2 separate regions of the Mus musculus genome follow, and region 1 is linked to region 2. The links are chromatin contacts, called in public HiChIP or PLAC-seq maps. All regions are on one chromosome and are shown on one strand. Each heading gives the region's core, a stretch centred on a gene start, on an enhancer-like site or on the middle of the called end of the contact. The rest is flanking DNA. Distances are from core to core; before and after follow the strand shown. Region 1 holds the start of Macir (macrophage immunometabolism regulator). Region 2 overlaps Slco4c1 (solute carrier organic anion transporter family, member 4C1).

Evidence for each region. HiChIP or PLAC-seq counts read pairs in DNA pulled down with a chosen protein or histone mark.
Region 1: an H3K4me3 HiChIP or PLAC-seq map of embryonic stem cells shows a contact between it and region 2, with 7 times the contacts expected there. The contact joins the promoter of Macir here to the enhancer-like site in region 2. A contact is called at or near these places in 5 of 39 promoter capture datasets (cranial neural crest, frontonasal cranial neural crest, hippocampal neurons and 2 more), 1 of 484 Hi-C or Micro-C datasets (immediate neuronal precursor) and 4 of 115 datasets of contacts at active chromatin or transcription factors (embryonic stem cells, forebrain, large pre-B cells and 1 more).

What each region holds. Positions count from the first base shown.
Region 1 is chr1:97,658,482-97,665,856 of GRCm38.p6, reverse strand. Macir (macrophage immunometabolism regulator) reads left to right here and starts at 3,839. Exons shown (of 3, transcript NM_133825.3): 1 at 3,839-4,026.
Region 2 is chr1:96,843,785-96,851,048 of GRCm38.p6, reverse strand. It overlaps Slco4c1 (solute carrier organic anion transporter family, member 4C1), which reads left to right. Exons shown (of 13, transcript NM_172658.3): 3 at 6,394-6,573. Among named protein-coding and RNA genes, the nearest start is that of Panct2, 24 kb to the left of the region's middle. Within about 2 kb of position 1,743, at least 7 of the 459 cell types and tissues checked have an H3K27ac peak or open chromatin away from gene starts, as enhancers often do. A contact at or near this core is called in embryonic stem cells, where this site is marked.

The DNA of each region.
Region 1 (7,375 bases), core at 2,590-5,089, 810 kb before region 2:
GTCTTCATTCTTCTAGAGTTTTATGCGTTTAGCAAATTGTATCTTATATCTTGGGCATCCTAAGTTTTGGGCTAATATCCACTTATCAGTGAGTACATATTGGGTGAGTTCCTTTGTGATTGGGTTACCTCACTCATGATGATGCCCTCCAGGTCCATCCATTTGCCTAGGAATTTCATAAATTCATTCTTTTTAATAGCTGAGTAGTACTCCATTGTGTAAATGTACCACATTTTCTGTATCCATTCCTCTGTTGAGGGGCATCTGGGTTCTTTCCAGCTTCTGGCTATTATAAATAAGGCTGCTATGAACATAGTGGAGCATGTGTCCTTCATACTGGTTGGGACATCTTCTTGATATATGCCCAGGAGAGGTATTGCTGAATCCTCCGGTAGTACTATGTCCAATTTAATTACAATATGGATAATATGTTGAAGCCTTAGTCCCTGCCCCCAACATACACTTTGGACTTATCCTCATGTGACAGTGAATAGAGGCATTGCCTTCAGGATATTTCTTCTTATGGTCTGTAGTTGCCCAAAGCCTGTATCCCAGAAACCAAAGAGTAGGTTGGCAGAGCAACTGGAAAGACAGAAAGAAGAAGAAGAAGGTCTTTCCTGAGAGGTTTCCCTGTAGCTGGAATGGAGGACATGAGAGCAGCAGTTCCGGGATGCTGCAGCCTGAGGCCCAGCTCTAAGGACACCTCAGGGTCCTAAAGATGAATTACTGAGGATGTGAAATGCTCAGCAAAATGGCCCCACATCTCAATATTGCTTTGGCTTTAAGTAGTGAAGAGAAGGAAAGAGCCAGGCACGGTGGCACACATCTTTAATCTCAGCAGTTGGGAGGCAGAGACAAAAGGGTCTCTGTAAGCTAGTTGGAAGGCAGCCTGTTCTACATAACGAGCTCCAGGCCAGCCAGGACTAAATAAAGAGACCCTGTCTCAAACAACAACAACAACAACAACAACAACAACAACAACAACAACAACAACAACAAACTAAACAAAGAAATGAAGAGTGGAAAGGACCTGAAAGGAAGGGATCATATATTTAAGGCAGGGCCATCCCATTTATGGACATGCACACTGTGATACATGGCTGTAAGTGGCAGTTCTGGAAAGGACCAGGGAAATGAGTGATTGATAAGGGATGCCTGTGAGCATCGGGGCAGGAGGAGAGCAGATTCTGTGGTACACTTCCCTTTCTCCTTGCCACAGATGCCTCCTCTGCAGTTATCTTCTGCTGCCGTGGAGCCTGCTTCCACAAGACTGGTTTTGCCCCCTGATCCCAGGAGCCTCCACCTTCATTTTCCAGGTAGGGACTGTGGAGTGGTATCTCAGCCCCTTCACTGTGGGAGACCTCTACTTGGCATCTGAGATCTCTGCTGCATTCAGTTAAGGTGTTGGTAGACATAGCCATGGCCTGTACTTTTTTATGGCACCCTGCTGGAAACAAGGTTTTTGGTTTTCTGTTTTTTTAAAAAAGTCGATGTGTTATTTCTTGCATACCTACCATTGTAGTTTCAGGTGTGATCTTTTTTTTTTTTTTAAGTTCACTTATCCTGTTCTTTCAATCTGGCTGTTTGCTAAGTGGTAATCCATCAATGAATAATTCTTCCCAGACAAGTGACATTTGAGAAGTGATTTTATTTTTTTGGGGGGGTGGGGGGGGAGGAAGGATATTTCAAGGCCAAGATATAACCACAGAGGTGACATTTGAGATAGAGCACCTGAGCTCTAGGTTCTGAAAGGCCTTGTGGATTAGAAGTTCAAGTTAACATTTGGGGCCACTCTTTTTCAAGCATGTTTGTCTGTCCTCTCTCTTGCTCTCTCTCCCCCTTTTTTCCTTTTCTTTCTCTCTCTCTTTTCTTTCTTTCTTTCTTTCTTTCTTTCTTTCTTTCTTTCTTTCTTTCTTTCTTTCTTTCTTCTTTCTTCTTTCCTCTCTCTCTCTCTCTCTCTCTCTCTCTCTCTCTCTCTCTCTCTCCTCCCTCCCTCCCTCCCTCCCTCCCTCCCTCCCTCCCTCCCTCCCTCCCTTCCTTCCTTCCTTCCTTCCTGGATTAACTTTTTCTTAATGGAACATCCAGAAAGCTCGCAAAGTGTTTCCATCTTGCTTTCTTCTTTCATAGGCACACAGCTACCATCCTGAGCGGCCCCACATATTCTAAATATGATAGTCTCTAGACATAACCATCATGAACCACATATAAAACCATGCTGGCCTAGTGAATTAGTTTAGGTATTCATTGTGACACTGGAGAACTAACCTAACTTTTGATTGGATGAAGAGTCTCAGAGGTGGGAACCTAGAGTGGGAGACAGCTGGAGACAAGGCTAGCTTTCAGCCTAATGAACGGAGAGACTAGTCGGAACTTTATTGCTTCTGGCCAAAGAACATTGCTAAAATTTCAGAACAAAGGCCAAGTTACAAGGTGTTCTCTTAAAAAAATTATGAGTTCAGACAAAATGAAACTAAGCTTCTTGAAATAATTTGTAATGTTTCCGAGGTAGTTTTATAAGAACGAACATCAGAATACACTGCTGTGATAAATGTTCAAATCTGAAAATACTTGGAGCATCTTCTACTAAGGTACCCATGGTGGTGGGGCGGGGAGGGGGGGGCACAAAACAACTGAACAAATAAATATAAAACAAAATTTAATCACTTGAGCATTCAATACCTGTACAGTGTACTAGGGTCTATCTATATTTGATAAGTTACATGAATATCATGTTGGGGAAGAGTAACTGAGAACATTCATGAATCTGGCCTCTTCCTTCCTTTTTCTGATACTTACATCAGAGCATATGAGAAGCAATTGAGTAAGTGTCCTTCAGTTGCAGAGAAACCAGAAGCCACATCTTGGAGCCAGAGTGTATTTATTAACCTTGGTAATTTGGGGGACATATATAGACTCTGGAACATGAACTATTTGCTTTAAGTTTGTATTAGTCTAGATGAAATGTATGACTTTATGTTCAGATAAAGCACCGTTTAAAAGGCCACACAATGCAGGAACCTGAATTTAAATTTATAAATACACAAACAGCTCAGCTATATGAAAGGTCTGTGACTTCAAGGATGTAACTCATGTTTTCTGTCTTAAAAATGTGGACTAGCACAGTTGAGAGCTGCAAACTTGGGAATGTGCGTCAAAAGGGTTGGCACCTAGAGCTAAATAAATATCAGCAAATATTTGTAATGCTGCATTGACCACTTCGGCAGGGGAGTGGCATATGGACTGAGAAAAGAAAATCTTGTTGGGATGGCACCTCATCCCTGTAATCCCAGCGCTCTGGAGACTAAGGCAGAACGGTTCTCCGGAGCTTAAGTCCGGCCTTGGGTACAGAGTGAGACCTTGTAAAGACAGAACAGGAAGGAAGCTAGAAAGGAAAAGAGAAGAGAAACAAGTGACTCAGAATTTAGTCTTCACCCCGCCCCCATATTTAGTTGTTGACATTTATTATTATTATTATTTATTATTATAGTATAATTTTAACTTCATGGGCTTCTGCTCTTCTCAACTTCTGATCAGCAGAAACTCAAAAATCACAGCCATCCCCACAGAGTTTAGCACACCGCTCTGTGGGAGCGGCCCGCATTGTCAGGCCTGTGAGCTGCGGCTCCCCGGAGGGTGCGGCGGACTTTGGTCCGGGAGCAGTGTGGCATCACGCCGCCGCCTCCCGTCCCCGCAACAGCCTCCGGTTCTGCGCTCTCACGCCGCCGGCCCAGCCGCCCGCCCAGCCGAGCGTGCGAGCCTGGCGCAGGAGGCGGGCTCTGCGCTTCCCGGCCTCGCCTCCGCAGCCCGCGGGAGGAGGCGGGAAGGCGGGCGGAGGCGGGGGAGGAGGCGGGACTACGGCGGGCCGTAGCTGGCGCCGAGCGCGGTGGGAGAGCAGCGGGTACCCGGCTGGCTCCGCTGGCGGCCTCTGCCCACACCTCGGCGCCGCAGCCCCGCGCCTCGCCCGCCCTTGGCTTCGGGGTCTGCGGCTGCCGGCCATAGAGGAACCGGCGGAACCCTGGACGACCGGTACGTTGGACGGGGAGCGCCACTCCTCCTGCAACCTTTTGTGCTGCAGAGGTGGTGGCGGGGATGGGTGGGGTACGCGCGTGAGTGTGGGTGCCCCAGTCAGCGAGCCACTGTGCCAGCCCCAGGCACGGCGCCGCCCCTTCCTCCTCGCCTCGTGTCCCGGCCGGGCGCGCGGTGTGTGCGCAGCGCAGGGAAGCCCCGGGCCGCGCCGGCCTCCGCGATGGCTGATGGCTCGGTGACACCGGGGCTGCGAGCGGCGCTGGTCCCTGAGCCTTGGTGCGAATGGCTGGCGTGGTGGTGGGGGGACTGGAGCCTGGGGTGGGGCCCGAGCGGGGTGCGAGAGCCCGCAGCTTCCTGGCACAGGGGTGGGGCCGGCGACGCGGGAGTGTGCGGCGCGGGTGAGTGTGCGGGGGCGTGCGCCCCGTGCGCGCGCGGCGAGCGAGCGAGCGAGCGGACGGACCGGCGGGCGGGCGGGCGTGCGCTCGCCGCCGACATGCGGTGCGGGGACTCTGCGACCCGGAGCGACGCTCCCGCGGTGCCAAGGTGCGGAAGTCTGAGCGCGTCGGCGCGCGCCAGCTAGGCGGCTCGCCCTACCCGCAGCGCCAGGCGGCAGGCCCGGCGGAGGCCCATTGAGAAGTAACGCTCGCCCGGCTTGCCGCGCCTCTGGCCCCAACGGTGTACAAGCCGCGGCTGCGGGCTACAGATAGCGGCGGGAGACAGCCCCTGGCGACCTTATCTCGGCCACCAGTGCGCGCTGCACCCCGCGGGCGAGGCCGAGGCCGGTGCGGCGGCTGGTGACGGACAGACGGACCGGCGGTGGCGGAGGAGCGCCTGTGGACTGGGGAATCGCGGCCGGGCGCTGGCCAGAAACTAAGGCGGCAGATGTCTCGGGCACCGCCACCCTCGCCCCACCTGTCGCTGGTGGACTTTGGGGCGGGTGGGAAGCCTAGGAAAGGGCGCCTGGCAGCGGCCGGCGCTCAGACCTTGAGAAGCGGCCCATTGTGAAGCTGCCAAAGTCGCTCTAGTGGTGGAATCTGCAAATCTCGGCCAGGAAGGAACCCAGTTCGCGAAGGGAAGGACAGCCGCGTGCTTTCCCCCTGGCAAGTGTCTGGCTCGCTAGAGACTCCCGGGCTCTCTGCCCACGCCGCTTTGCTTAGAGTGGGCTGAGGATTTCTTCAGAACCAGGGTTTTGTTTTTGTTTTGTGTTCTCTCTCTCTCTCTCTCTCTCTCTCTCTCTCTCTCTCTCTCTCTCTCTCTCTCTCTGTGTGTGTGTGTGTGTGTGTGTGTGTGTGTGTAAGTGGGGCTGGAAACACTGGGAGACACTGGCGCTGAACTTTTTCATCCTTCCAAGAGGAGTAATTATGGACACAGCAACACTGTACCCTATTAGAGGCTCCTAGCTGAAAGAGCAGAAGTCGCACAAGATCTCCGAGGTTTCTAAACTTTACTTTATGTTGTTTTTCCTCGAAATGCCACTATATAATTTCAGGTGCCGGGGTCTTTTACTGTAGTGCAACAAGCTAGACACTAAGGATTGGAAACGACTCTTTCACAAAATTTATTTTCCCAATTAGTTCCATATGTGGTTATTCTCCCAGAAGCTTTGGGCTACAGTGTATGCGTGGGTTATTTTAATGATTTGGGTGTTTTTATTATGAGACCTTGGATTAAAAACAAAACGGACAGGATGACATGTTAGCGTTCATGAGCACCGAGACTACTCAACTTTGGTAAGACTTGGTGCATAAAATGTGTTTTGATGTTTAGTTGTAGATAGAACTGTTAGCACCAAGTCTCCCAGGTGTGAGGGATCACTGACAGTACTAACAGCCGATTAGCTTCCATCTATGTATTACCATAGTTTCGAAGAGAAACTTAACACTTTGTCTTAAAAAGTAATGGGTGTGATGAGGACATTAGTTTCTAAACACCGTTTAAGTTTTTGTTTCCTGATTTGAGGCCTCAGTTATTTTCCCAGTGGATACTCAGTTTTTAGCTTTCCTTCCGGAAGGTGAATCACCACCAAAGATACCCGTGTCTTCGTGGTTAGGTTTCCAGAAGAGGCAGGTTTCTTATAAAGACTGCGAGTAGACTTTGTGGTTTCAGCTGTTGTCAGACATGTTTGGAGTGAAGCTGAATGTGATATAGTAACGTGGGCTTGATTTTAATTAGCAGAGATGGAAACCAAGTGAATGCTGGGCTCTTTAAGGGTCCTGCTATTAAGGGAACTGATACTAGAAAGAGGAACACACACACTTGTGTCTTTCTGAACCAATTATGGGTTGCCTTACCATGCTGGGAAGGTTGGCGGTTTGTTGGTAAGGTCAAAGGAGGTTTTTAAAAAGTCACACTACACGTGATAACTGCTTTTCCAAGCCCTTAGTGATTTGGTTTTTTTACAAGCCGCAGAAAGGTAAGAAGGTTGCAAGTGGTCACCATGGTGAGAGCGCATGGGTTCAGCAAAGCATTTTGTTTTCCATTCGGTGTTCTAATCTGTCTGGCCGCTGAACCGTTTTAGTTCTGTTCAGTGTTTTTCTACTTGAGGAATGCGTTAGTCCCTCATTTATTTATTTTAGAATAGCCTTTGAGAGCAGAAAATATTTTGATTACAAAACATTTTCACCAGTTGAAATGGAATTTCCCTTGCCTGTGGCCCCTGCCCCCTATATATGCTTATATAGCCACTTATATAGTGATAAAATTTGGTATTTTTCTATTTTTAAATTAGTGGATCTGGGGTGATGCCTGAAATACACAGATTTAGGTATTTAAGAGGAAAGAGTTTGTTTAGAACTGAAAATTTCCATGTGAGGCGTTCTTTGTTTTGTGGGAAAACAGAAAACTGGTGTCATATGGTGTTCCAGTTTGCTGTTCCACGTTGGAGGATTTCATCTGACATGGTGGTAGGCCTTTAAACCTGCCCCCCTGCTTTTCCACACTGAGAGAGAGTGTTGAATAGCTGGATACACCATGGAGCCAATGGCTTGGTGGATGTGCCTCCCAAAGTACAGAAGTAGGAAGATTTATTTTCTGTTCCAAACCTCACATCTCTTTGCTGTTTTATACATTGGGATAAGGTAACAACATGTTTGTCATCCAAAGATACTTGAGCATTCAAGAGGCTCCACAGATAATTATGCCAGGGAATACATGAATGAGATACTATTTTAGAAGGAGTTTATTAACTGTAATGCTATATATCACTTACCAGTTTATGCTTTAAACTTTTCTACTTGTAGAGTCTCCTTGCAGTCTCTGTTAGATGTCTTCCCTTCCTTACCTGTGGCTTGCCTGTCCAGACACAGTTAGCTGCCCTTGGCAGTGTTTAAGTTTCCTGTCCACATTATTT
Region 2 (7,264 bases), core at 494-2,993:
CATTCAACCATATAATATTCGTAGTCCTGCTGCTGATTGTTGAATAATAACAACCCTTGGCCTAGCTATTGAAAAAAAATGATTAGAGAAGATTAGTCAAGGGATCTAGGCAGTTGACTCAGAAAGTAAGAAGATCTCTTCTTTTTTAAAAAAATATTTATAATTAGATATTTTCTTTATTTACATTTCAAATGTTATTCCCTTTCCTAGTTTCCTCTCCAAAAATCTCCTACCCCCTACCCCTGCTCCCCAACCCACCCACTCCCACTTCCTGGTCCTGGCATTCCCCTATACTGGGGCATAGAACCTTTTTACATAAACATGGGGACCAGAGTTCAACTCCCATCACTCCTGTAAAAAGCAAGATGTGGTCATTCATTTGCTTTTAACCCTAGTGCCATGCGAATTTGAGGGAGAACAATTGCTGGGACTTACTGACTTCCAATGTAGTTCTAGTTTCAGTGAGAGATCCTGTGATCTGTGTCTAGGAAATAAGGTGAAAAATGATGGGGCAGGTCATTTGATGTCTTCCTCTGGTCTTCACATACATCCTGTTCTCCATGTTCCCCAAGAGTGTATATACTACATACATAAGGGCACATGCAAAATGGTATAGAAGGAAAATGAGTCTATGTCATGCCTATAATGGATATAAATCAATACATGCAAAAAGTAATTTAAAGGGTTATATAATTCTGTGTAGACTCTTATGCCAAAAATTAAAACCAATTGAAATAATTAAAATATTTTGCACTATTTCCTTTACTTATACCTGGGTCATACTTTTCCAAAGGATTTCCTAAGACATGTTGAATATTAACAGCATGAGCAGTAGAAACAAAATGAATAATTTGGATACACGAAGATCATATGTAGTGTGAAACTTTATGAGACTATAGTCTTAATTCACTGGTTACATCATTCTGAGAATGGAGGCACAAAAACTCCCAACAACCTTTATCCACCTTTGTGTTCTGAAATTGATTCTTGTGACATGCAATGTAGTGTACAGGTATGCTTTGCAAAATTGCAATCAGCCAAACGTGTATATGTAGGAGTTAACCAGTGCTGTGGGTGATACATCTACCCCAAACACCTCCTTACAAAGCAATGAAATCTACACATTTACATTCCTGGTGATTAATTTGAGTGTCTGTCCTCTCTCGCTCTCTCTCTCTCTCTCTCTCTCTCTCTCTCTCTCTCTCTCTCTCGTGAGTACACTGGAGCTATCTTCAGACACAACAGAAGAGGGCATCAGATCCCATTACATATGGTTGGGAGCCACCATGTGGTTGCTGGGAATTGGACTCAAGACCTCTGGAAGAGCAGTCAGGGCTCATAACCACTGAACCCTCTCTCCAGCCCAAGTGTCAGTTTATTAAATTGTGTCTTTAGGTGTTTCGTCTCATTGTTTCGGGTCACCATCTCTGGTCATGTACATTTCCTGTGCCCGTTTACTTTTTTTTTGCTTTTGTGATCAGTTTCCTTGTGATTGATATAAATATATATCTTTCTTTTAATGCAGTGGCATCTCTCTTTTAAAAAAAAATACATACCTGGACCAGATTAGGATCAGGTTCTCAGAGGAAACAGCAGCCAGGCCAACATCTTAGGCAGGCAAAGGCTCTCGGATTTTGGTTCTTTTTACAAAGGTAGACAGACATTTGGGATGCCTTGAGTCAGCTCTTCCTACTCTACTTCTGCATTGTCGAAATGCTGCAGAGCAGGAAGCTTCTGTGGCCACCCTGCACCTGGTTCCTCTCCTGTTACAGGCAGAGACTGCAACTTGGATGTGGGAGGATGGGTGGCTCCTGAGTGTCAGGCAAAGTAGCATTGTTCCCACATCTTTTCTAGGGCCCCATCACCAGCTGCCCTTAGTGAGTTCCAGCCAGGTGCCGAGAGGGACCCACACGCCTGAGAGCAGAGATTCTTTAGTTTTGTCTATCACATTTTAAAGGACTGTTCAAAATACTGGTAAGAGGATAAGCAAGAGGAATGTGGAGTGAGCTAGAAGATACTCTGACTTGGACAGATCAGATCGAAAGAAATTCAGCAGTGTTTCTCTGTCTTTCCAGCTCCAGTTGGTAGGTAGGAAGTTGAGACAAAGGAAGAAAACACACTCACACAAATCCACACACTACTAAGTTCAAACAAAGAGGGCAGAAATGGGGTAGCTTTTGTTTAAACTTACTTACCTTGAAGTACCTGCTACAGTAATTAAGGAGTCGTGGTTTCTTTTGATAACAGCTCTTTACGGTCTGTTCTTCAGTCAAGAGCTTTTCTCTCCAGAATTCTCACTGGAAGCTGGGTCAGAATCCCATTCACCCCACCCCCACCCCCCACCCACCCCTGTGGCCTTTCTTTCTACTCCTGCTGTAGGGTGAGCAAGGGGAAAGCAGAGCTTACCCTCTGTTTGGGCAACTTTCTGGACTTAATGGATCTGAGCAGAGGTAGGGGCCTGGGAAGTTTATGGGGTTTTGTGGTAATGGTTGGACTGAGCACGTGTGCAGACGTGTGCAGATTCTCTTGTGTCAATGTTAATAATAAGTAACTGTATGTCCAATATTAACAGGCAGAACTGACCTCTCACTGGTTGGTCCATTTAAAAAAAATTATTATTTATTAGATATTTTCTTTATTTACATTTCAAATGTTATCCCCATTCCTGGTTTCCCCTCTGAAAATCCCCTATCCCATCCCCGCTTCCCCTGCTCACCAACCCAGCCACTCCTGCTTCCCTGTCCTGGCATTCCCCTACACTGGGGCATCCAGCCTTCTCAGGACCAAGAGCCTCTCCTCCCACTGATGTCCAACAAGGCCATCCTCTGCTACATATGCAGCTGGAGTCATGGGTCCCTCCATGTATACTCTGGTTGGTTGTTTAGTCCCTGGGAGCTCTGGGGGTACTGGTTGGTTCATATTGTTCTTCCAATGGGGCTGCAAGCTCAGCAAATGATCTGTCAATAAGACAAAATTGCAACCAACAGATTGGGAAAAGATCTTTACTAACCCTACATCCATTGCTGGTGGGATTGCAAGCTGGTAACACCACTCTCTGGAAATCAGTTTGGTGGCTCCTCAGAATATATCCAATATATACAAAGAACTCACTCAAGAAGTTAGACTCCAGAGAACCAAATAACCCTATTTTTAAAAATGGGGTACAGAGCTAAACAAAAAATTCTCAACTGAGGAATATCAAATGGCTGAGAAGCCACTAAAGAAATGTTCAACATCCTTAGTCATCAGGGAAATGCAAATCAAAACATCCCTGAGATTCCAGTCAGAATGGCTAAGATCAAAAACTCAGGTGACAGCAGATGCTGGTGAGGATGTGGAGAAAGAGGAACACTCCTCCATTGCTGGTGGGATTGCAAGCTGGTAACACCACTCTCTGGAAATCAGTTTGGTGGCTCCTCAGAAAATTGTACATAGTTCTACAGGAAGATCCAGCAATACCACTCCTGGGAATATGCCAAGAAGATGCTCCAACTGGTAATAAGGACACATGCTCCACTATGTTCATAGAAGCCTTATTTATAATAGCCAGAAGCTGGAAAGAACCCAGATGTCCCTCAGCAGAGGAATGTATACAGAACATGTGGTACATTTACACAACGGAGTACTACTCAGCTATTAAAAATAATGAATTTGCTCTTATACTCTTGCCTCATTCTTGTCTCTTGCCCCCTTTTCCCCTCTATCTCCCCATTCCCTTCACCCCTCTCTCCATGTGGTCAGGGCTGGCCTCTGCTCTCCACTCTCTCCTTCTCTCTGTCTTTCTCTGTCTCTACTACTCTCTTAACTCCCCTCCTCATAACCTGAATAAATTCTATTCTATACTAGAAGAACAAGAAACAAAACAAAACAAGGAAAGGCCATCCTATATGCAGTTACCAAACCCAGACAATATTGTGGATGCCAACAAGTGCTTACTGACAGGAGCCTGATATAGCTGTCTCCTGAGAGGCTCTGCCAGTGCCTGATAAATACAGAGGTGGATGTTCTCAGCCAACCATTGGACTGAACACAAGGTCCCCAATGGAGAAGCCACAGAATGGTTGGTCCATTTACAGAAAAGCCTGGTTCTTATTTTACCTGCACTGCTTTTCTGAATTCATAAACGATATGAGCGCTCCCTCTTGTGGTTATTCTTGAATTGCATGCCATTTACTGTTTAATTTTACCTAACTGTTTAATGCAATGTCCTACAAATTAATGGAATGTAGTGTGATAATTAAAGACACGTGTATAATACTTAATGATCATAATTAGCATTTAGCATCTACCTTTCATCCTTGAGTTACTCATGGGACCTGGGCCCCGTTTGCTGGTTCTTAGTCTTGTTGATAAAAAGCATTTGGAAATGGAGTCAGATGGAAACTTGAAGACCATTTATGGGACCATGAGAGAAAAGCAACTAGGAAGCAACCTGGAAATCCCAGAGGCTTCCTGGAAGAGAAAGAGAGAAAAGTCAAAGAGAAAGCCTTGACTCTGGTAGAGGTCAGGAAAGCAGGGCTGTTTCAGCAATGGAAGTTTGTGTGCAGCTGCTTGGTAGGGTTGTCAAGGTGAATGAGAACTCCCAGGTATCGAGTCTGATCAGCTTCAGATTTTGGCTCCTGTCTGAAGAGGGGTATGTGAAACACACTGCTTCAAGTGAGAACTTGGAAAAAGGAGTGGCAGACCAAGCAGTGGGGGCTGTAGTAACTGAGGATGCTCAGAGGCTTGCTACACTTGCTACCCTTCATAAGGGGATGATTGCTCCTCCCATCTTTTTAATTTAGCTACACATGTACCACCTTTCCCCAAAGATGGTCTCTGGCTAAGTGATTGATGGGATCAGATATATTAACTCTTGCAGGAAAGGACGGCTGTAGTCTTTATAAACTTGTAATATTTGGGTCAGGTTGGAATGTCATGTCTCAACCCAGAATAAGAGATACAATTTAGGAACTTAGGGCTCCTCCCCCTCTCCCTCTCTCCCAGAATTATGGAACAGAGTAGATTAGAGATAATTCAAGAAAATTAAAAATAAAACTGGAGGTCAAGTGTGGTAGTGCATGCCTTTAATCCCAGCCCTCATGAGGCCAGCCTGGTCTACAGACTGAGTTCCAGGATAGCCAGGGATCTGCTACACAGAGAAACCTGTCTCAAAAAACCAAAATGAAAACAAACACCAAACTAAACTGTAAAAATATCTGTGGGTTACAGAAGGAAAAGAATTTTCACTAATGAGCCTCGATAAGCCTTCCTACCCCCTTCTTGCCTAGTTTATAAGGTGTTTGAAATCTTTTTTTCCCTTAGAAGGCTCATTCTATTTTGATAATATATTAAAATCAGTCTATACTGGAAGAACATTTTGAGAATAAAATGAATGAACCATATCGTTTTTGATTTAATAACTTGTGTCATTTCTTTACTGCCTCTATGGACTTGGCTACACACCTACTTATTTTTTCCCTCTCTCTGCATGGTTATGCCCCACTACAAACCCATTAGCTTTTTAAAAGGGTCTTTCATGGTAGAAATCCTGTGTCATATTTTCCTATAATGTTTGGCACTATATCCTGGAGATGATAAGGCTATCTTCATTTACTTTGGAATATGCCTATATTTTCTTATCCCCGATTATCATGTGTTTGCTTGCTTGCTTTTATATGACTTTCCTAACTAACTTGCTGTCTCGCTATTTTCATCTTTTGAAAAAAGTTTGAAAAATTAATTCATATTTTCTGTGCATGAGTGTTATGCCTGCCTGTATGTCTGTGCACCACATACATGTCTGGTGCCCATAAAGATCAGAAGAGGCCCTTGTGAGCTGCCATGTGGGTGCTGTCAATTGGACCTGGGCTCTCTCTACCTGAGGAACAAATGCTGGCCTACTGCTGTGCTGACTCCAGTTCTCATGGGTCTTGGGGTTTGATGATTTTTCTTACTTATCTATATTTCTCAAGCGCATTTTTTGTCCTTATGTCCTCCAGTCTTTACTTCCCTTTCTGTGTTCTGTTGCTAGTAGTTTGTTCTTTTATTTCTAGTTTGTTCTTTCTTTCACAACATTTCCATGAGTTCATCAACCTACATATTGACCTCTTAACTAAGGAGATAAATACATTTTGTGGCCCCCTCATCCTCTTAAATTGGTTACCTACAAAAATTTTTAGATCCAAACCTTAAGTGATATTTCTTTATACTCTAAATTTTGGCATGATAGTAATTCCTAAATGTCTCAAGTAACTTAGATGCTTATTTTGTTGTTTTTATATACACCTTTAACTGTTTTAAATGTGACTAAAATGAAGCAATTGGAAAAGGTAGCTTAGGTGAATGTAATTTGTAAGTAAATATTTATGTTGTTAGCTAAACTTTAAATTCTCATTTTTTTCCCCCACAAAGATACGTGCTTAACAAGGAACAGTACCAGATGTTCATCTTCAACCTCCCTGCTTTCTAACTACTTCTATGTCTTTGTCCTGGGACAATTGTTGCTGGGGACCGGAGGGACTCCGCTCTACACCCTGGGGACAGCCTTTATTGATGACTCTGTGCCCACACACAAATCTTCTCTCTATATAGGTGAGTGAACCCTTGCTATAATGTTTGTAAGGAGGGTCGGTGAACAGCTTACCTAATATGGTTTCCCTTCCTATTGCTAAGGGGAAAAGACAAAGAAAAACAAGTTAGTTGTCACGCCGCAGGCGTTTCATTGAGATCGTTATGATTGTCCAGTTTTACTGTGCTATCAAGTCAGTTGCTGGGGTGCTTGATAGCTTTATGGTGTCTATCCTGAGCAACCTGACATTCCTGCACAGGAGGGAACAACTCAGCAGCTTCTGCTTTGATTATGAAACCCCAGGGGATTGATTTTATTCAGGGTATAGAGGCTTCTTATAAGGATGGGACAAGAGATCATAAGAAAAATCAGAATACTAGTTGCCCAGAACACTATGGAATTCTTCATTTGGAAGCCAGTCTAGGAACCTATCATGACTGCCCTCTGAAAGATCCAACAAGCAGCTGAAAGAGTCAGATGCAGATTTCGCATCTAACCAATGGATAGAAGCAGCTGACCCCTGGTGTTGAATTAGGGAAGGCTGAAAGAATCTGAGGAGAAAGGCCATTCTGTAAGAGGACCAGCAGTCTCAATTAATCTGGAACTCTGAAATCTCTCAAACATTGGACCACCAAACAGACAGCATACACCAGAGCTGATATGAGGCCCCCAACACACATACAGCAGAGGACTGCCGGGTCTGTGTTCATTCAG